Linked DNA regions of Sus scrofa: region 1 is linked to region 2. Evidence: chromatin contacts called from public HiChIP or PLAC-seq data. All regions are on one chromosome and are shown on one strand. The core of a region is the stretch at or near the end of the contact, and the rest is flanking DNA. Distances in the headings are between cores, read along the strand shown. Region 1 holds the start of RIOK3 (serine/threonine-protein kinase RIO3). Region 2 holds the start of CABLES1 (CDK5 and ABL1 enzyme substrate 1).

Evidence for each region. HiChIP or PLAC-seq counts read pairs in DNA pulled down with a chosen protein or histone mark.
Region 1: a contact with region 2 is called in an H3K27ac HiChIP or PLAC-seq map of alveolar macrophages. The contact joins the promoter of RIOK3 here to the promoter of CABLES1 in region 2. A contact is called at or near these places in 1 of 47 Hi-C or Micro-C datasets (embryonic fibroblasts) and 1 of 2 datasets of contacts at active chromatin or transcription factors (alveolar macrophages).

The regions. Positions count from the first base shown.
Region 1 is chr6:108,337,638-108,340,349 of Sscrofa11.1, forward strand. It overlaps RIOK3 (serine/threonine-protein kinase RIO3), which reads left to right and starts at 1,349. Exons shown (of 13, transcript XM_021096177.1): 1 at 1,349-1,589. The coding sequence starts at 1,527.
Region 2 is chr6:108,114,926-108,117,625 of Sscrofa11.1, forward strand. It overlaps CABLES1 (CDK5 and ABL1 enzyme substrate 1), which reads left to right and starts at 1,419. Exons shown (of 10, transcript XM_021097743.1): 1 at 1,419-2,396. The coding sequence starts at 1,519. It overlaps LOC106510679 (a long non-coding RNA gene), which reads right to left and starts at 2,318. Exons shown (of 5, transcript XR_002345445.1): 1 at 2,196-2,318; 2 at 439-632.

The sequences.
Region 1 (2,712 bases), core at 99-2,598, 220 kb after region 2:
AGAAGTTCCTGATTTATCTAAGAGTTTGTCTTCTGTGCTAGAGTCCTCGGTTTGGCTCAAATAAATCTCTTTTGTACTACTATTATAGGTTGATTATTGATTATTTTCATCCACAGACCACCGGGCAAGTTACTTTACCTCTCTTGTGTCTGTTTCATCATCAGTAAAACAGAGATAATGATTTAATTTATCTCTCAGAATTATTTTGAGAAGTGTTATTGCAGTACTTTGAGCACTGCCTGGATATAATAAATGAGACACAGGAGTTCCCGTCGTGGCGCAGTGGTTAACGAATCTGACTAGGAACCATGAGGTTGTGGGTTCGGTTCCTGGCCTTGCTCAGTGGGTTAAGGATCCGGCGTTGCCGTGAGCTGTGGTGTAGGTTGCTGACGCGGCTCGGATCCCACGTTGCTGTGGCTCTGGCGTAGGCGGGTGGCTACAGCTCCGATTAGACCCCTAGCCTGGGAAACTCCATATGCCGCGGGAGCGGCCCAAGAAAAGGCAAAAAGACAAAAAAAAAAAAAAAAAAAAAGAAATAAATGTAATAATGTTTGGCTACTTTTATCCTGCCATGTTATGAAAATCTCGCTACAAAATGTCAACTCAAAACTTCTATGTAGTCCTATTTTTTTTCAATGTTACACAACACACTACAAAACTTGACATGCCACGCCCCGCCTCCTACCGACAACAATAAAAACAAAATCGGACCTCTTCAGTTTCCCATCTCTAAACCTGCCATTCTAGGTCTCCCACACCATCCCAGTTTAGCGGTCACCCGGGAGGAGTTCCTCTGGTGGCACCGCGGACACGAATCCGACTAGGAACCGTGAGGTTGCGGGTTGGATCCATGGTCTCGCTCAGTGGTTCGGGATCCGGAGACACCCTCAGCTGTGGTGTAGGTCGCAGATACAGCTTCGATCTGGCGTGGCTGTGGCGTAGGCCGGCAGCTACAGCTCAGATTAGACTCCTAGACTGGGAACATCCATATGCCTCAGGTGGGGACCTATAAAGACAAAAGACAAAAAAAAAAAAAAAAAAAAAAAAAAAAAAAAGTCAGGGGGAAATAAATGATGAATGAATGGAGAGCTGGCTTGCTTGTTTATTTATAGTCCATACAGTCCAAATCTTGTTTAATGAGACCCAGAAGCCCCCTCGGCGAGCCAGGACACAGGATGGACTGCCCAGAGGAAGCCACGCCCGACACCGCTCCGCGGGGCAACCAAGACAGTGACCACCACCTCCCGGTTGGGAGCAGCAACTGGAAGTGCGGCCCGCCGGGGGCGGGGAAAGGTGACCTAAGGCGGAGCCGCGGGCGGCGGCCAATCGGAAGCGAGCGTTCCAGCGAAAAGGGCGGAAGAGAAGAGGTCTAGTTCCGGACGCGGCGGCCGCCGCCGCCATCTGTCACCTCAGCTCCGGCGTCAGCAGCCCGTCGCCCCTGCCCCACCGCCTCTCTCCTCGACGGAAGCTGCTTCCCTGTCCTGCCACCTCTCTGCTCTGTTTCCGTCGCTGTCTTCTTCCCTCACATGGATCTGGTCGGAGTTGCATCCCCTGAGCCCGGGCCCGCAGCGGCCTGGGGACCCAACAAGGTGAGGGGCGGTCGTGGCTGACGTGCCTGCCCTAGTCACCTGGGCTGGTCCTCTCGGAGGGCCCGGAGAGGGTGGCAGGCGCCGGGGCGGCCCCACAGGCGACTCGGAAAGTTCTGGGCAGGACCGGGGCCACCTCGGAAAGGGGGGTGGGAGTGGAAGAGCAGGGACGGGGCGCAGGCTGCCAAGGGCCACCCTGGGAGGTTTGGAGTCTCTCTTTAGTTCGGCACCTTGATTTTTGAGCCTCTGTAGCATATATTTGGGCAGGACTCGCTTAGAGACGCTGACGTGTGAGGGAAAGCAAGTACGAACTTGTTTTTCTTGGGCCAAGTGAGTCAGCCCAATTATACACAGAAAGCCCAACTGAAAGGTGGTTTAGGAAGCTGTTTCCTTAGCTTGGCAAGTGTGGTAATCCTGTTTGGACAGTTTCTTGTTTTTGAGGCAGTAAGAGATCAATCCAGGCGCACCCTCCCTCTTCTTTAGGTTAATCAAGTGTTTTGCTACTGTAAGACTGTTATTTCTAACATCTGCCTGGGCTTTAACGTTTAAGCCTTTTCCTGTAATGGCCAACTGAAATGTTTATTTCACATTACTGGTTTCAGGCTGCTGCTTTTCAGGATACTTTCATTACAAGGGTGAAAAGATTGCCACTTTTCAGAGGATTTGCTTGGAAGCTGAAGTGCTTCAATTGAGATTTTGTGTTCCTCAAAAGAGATTCTGAAGGAAACTAACTTTTTAGCTTCATAGTTGTTCCTTTAAAAATAATGGACGTATAACCACATATTAGTTTAAGGCGTACAGCATAATGATTTTATATATGTATATATTGCAAAATGCTCACCACAATAAGTCAACATACAGGGTTTCAATTTGTGCGTGTTAAGAACTTTTAAGATTTACTCTTACGGAGTTCCCGTTGTGGCGCAGTGGTTAACGAATCCGACTAGGAACCATGAGGTTGTGGGTTTGATCCCTGCCCTTGCTCAGTGGGTTGGGGATCCGGCGTTGCGGTGGGCTGTGGTGAGCAGGCTGCAGACGCGGCTCGGATCCTGCGTTGCTGTGGCTCTGGCGTAGGCCGGTGGCTACAGCTCCGATTAGATCTCTAGCCTGGGAACCTCCATATGCC
Region 2 (2,700 bases), core at 169-2,668:
TAAATTAATCCCTTGATCTTAACCATATTGTCTCTCCCTCAGAAAAGTGTAGAGGAGAGGTTTCTTAGACATCACAGAACTCAAGCAGTGTGACAATTGTTTCTATTGCGTTTGGTAGGTCACCCAAACCAAATAGGAGAATCTGAACGTGTTTTCAGATGGCTCATGGTAACCTACCCTCCCGCTCCCACTCCAGGACAGGCATTTGTTGGGGTGAGGCTGGGGTACAATATACTGTGAGTCCTCCCAGATCTAGCGTTGCAGCTCTGGAAGGCTCATCACGTCCTTGGACAGGTACCCATATTAATAGAAGGTATGGTAGGTGCCAAGCGGATGTTTATGAAATAAATGACAGAAAGTAACTGTGCCTATTGTTTCCAGTTTATATGGAAGAAAAAGATGACAAGTGGAAAAGGGTGTGAGGCCATCTTAGCTTACCTTGGTCTTCATGGAAAACGGAGTACGTTTCTGGGCCAAAGTAGAAATTTATGTGAGCCTTTGCTAAGAAAGAGATGAGAAGTGACAGCACCATCAAATGGTGTCAGTTGGTCTGGCCACATGGATGACGTTCGTGCGCCTGGGCTCTTATGCATCCCGGGGTGTGCATTTGTATCAGGGACTGCATCTTCAGTCTGAGAATGAATGAGACACAAACTCAACAGTTACCAACAGCTTTAAGGTGGGACTGTCCACATAGTTACACTGCCCTACCCGCATAACTATTAACAAAGACTATTTCTCTGGGCCCAACTGCAGCGCGGAATACAGTAAACAAGCTCGAGGGCCAAATCTCTGAGTCGCTCCAATTAATTGTTCTTCAGACCCTCAACCCTCCGGGGCCCACATCCTCACGCAGTGACTCAAGGGGTTCTGCTCGCGCCCCCAATTCCCAATCCAAGAGGGGCGGGGAAACGTGCTCGCCACCCTTACCTGGGCGCGCGCCCTGGGAGCCACCAATTCTCCCCGCAGGAAGCTCCGACTACCTTGACCGCCCTTCCGACCCCCGCCCCGCCACCCTCTTGGCTTTCCCTTCCTCCTTCTCTTTTTCCTCCTCCTCCGGCCCCCGCCTTCTGCCGCCTGTCTCTGCGGCCGCCGCCTGCGGCTTTGTTTTCCTCCCAGGTTTCATTCCCCACACGTGATACTGTTTTTGCAAAGAGCTCTTCGGAGCGCGAGCGCGGGGCGCGCGCACCTATAAATACGGACACTGGGGCCCGTGAGCCGGAGACCTCGCGGGCGGGGAAGGCCTGGGACCGAATGCTCAGGCTGCTCGCGGGCGGGCAGACGGCCAGGGAGCCAGCGAGCCAGCGAGCCGCGCGCGTGGGCCGGGGCGGCGGCGCCCCGCGCCGGAGCACCGAGGGGTGAGCATGGCCCGCCCGCTGGGGGGCCGGGCCGCCGCGCACGCCGCCCGCGCCCCGCGCCCTGCCCAGCCCGGGTCACCGGCGCTCGCGCCCGCCGCTTAGCACTCGGGCGCCGCTCGCTTCTCGGGGCATCGCGGAAATATCGCCACAGACGGACACAATGGCGGCGACTGCCGCCACCACGGCCGCCACCGCCGGCACGGCCGTCCGCAGCAGCGGCAGCAGCAGCAGCAGCAGCAGCGCCGGCACCGACGCCACGGGCACCAGCAGATTGCCGCAGCCGCCGCCGCAGCCGCCCCAGCCCGCGGCCGCCGCGCCGGCCCAGCCGCGGCAGCCGCCGCCCGACCCCCCCAGGAAGCCACGCATGGACCCTCGGCGCCGCCAGGCTGCCCTCTCCTTCCTCACCAATATCTCTTTAGACGGACGGCCGCCGCTGCAAGATGAGGAGTGGGCTGGCAGCGAGGAGAGCGGTGGGGTCAAGCCCGGAGCCGGCAGCGCCTGCGGCGCGAGGACTCGGCTCAGTCTGCTCGCCGCCGCCGAGCGGGGCGGCTGCAGCGCGCTTGCAGTGGCGGGCACAGCGGCGGCATTGGCAGCTGGATCCGGCCCCTACCTCCCGCCGCCGTCGCCGCTGCCGCCCCTGGTCCCTGGCGGCTACGCGACCGCGCTCGGCCCTGGGGCGTCCCGAGGGTTCGCGAGCTCCCTGGGCGCGGGCCGGGCGTCGGGAGAGCAACTGCAGCTGCCCCGGCCCGCGCTTCTCGCCGCCTGCGTTCAGCCGCAGCTGCCCAACGGGCCCGGGGGCGCCGGGCAGGAGGAGTTGGAGGAGGACGATGCCTTTACCAGCGTGCAGGTGCCGGCGGCCGCCTTCTTGGGCTCCGGGACTCCCGGGAGTGGGAGCGGCAGTCGAGGCCGCCTCAACTCGTTCACTCAGGGAATCCTGCCCATCGCCTTCTCCAGGCAGACTTCGCAGAACTATTGCTCTCTGGAGCAGCCGGGCCAGGGAGGCAGCACCAGCGCCTTTGAACAGCTGCAGAGGTCCCGGTGAGTAACCTGGACGCCGCCGCGCGCGCCTTATCTCGCGTCCCTCCCGGCCGGCTCTGTGCTGCGGGACACGGGTCGTTCCCACTTTCCCGCGCCCCGCCGGATCCCAGGGCTTCTGGCGCGAATTCCAAACTACAAGGGTACGCGGAAGAGGGATGGTCTCCGGGGAGTGTGTGTGTTCACACGTGTGTGCACGAGCCAGGCATTCACAGAGCCAAAGCAGAGGCACCATGCTCAGGCAGTGGGTCTCTGGATTTAGGGCTTAAGGGCGCCCATTGAAAAGCGGCACCAAAACCTCCCATTA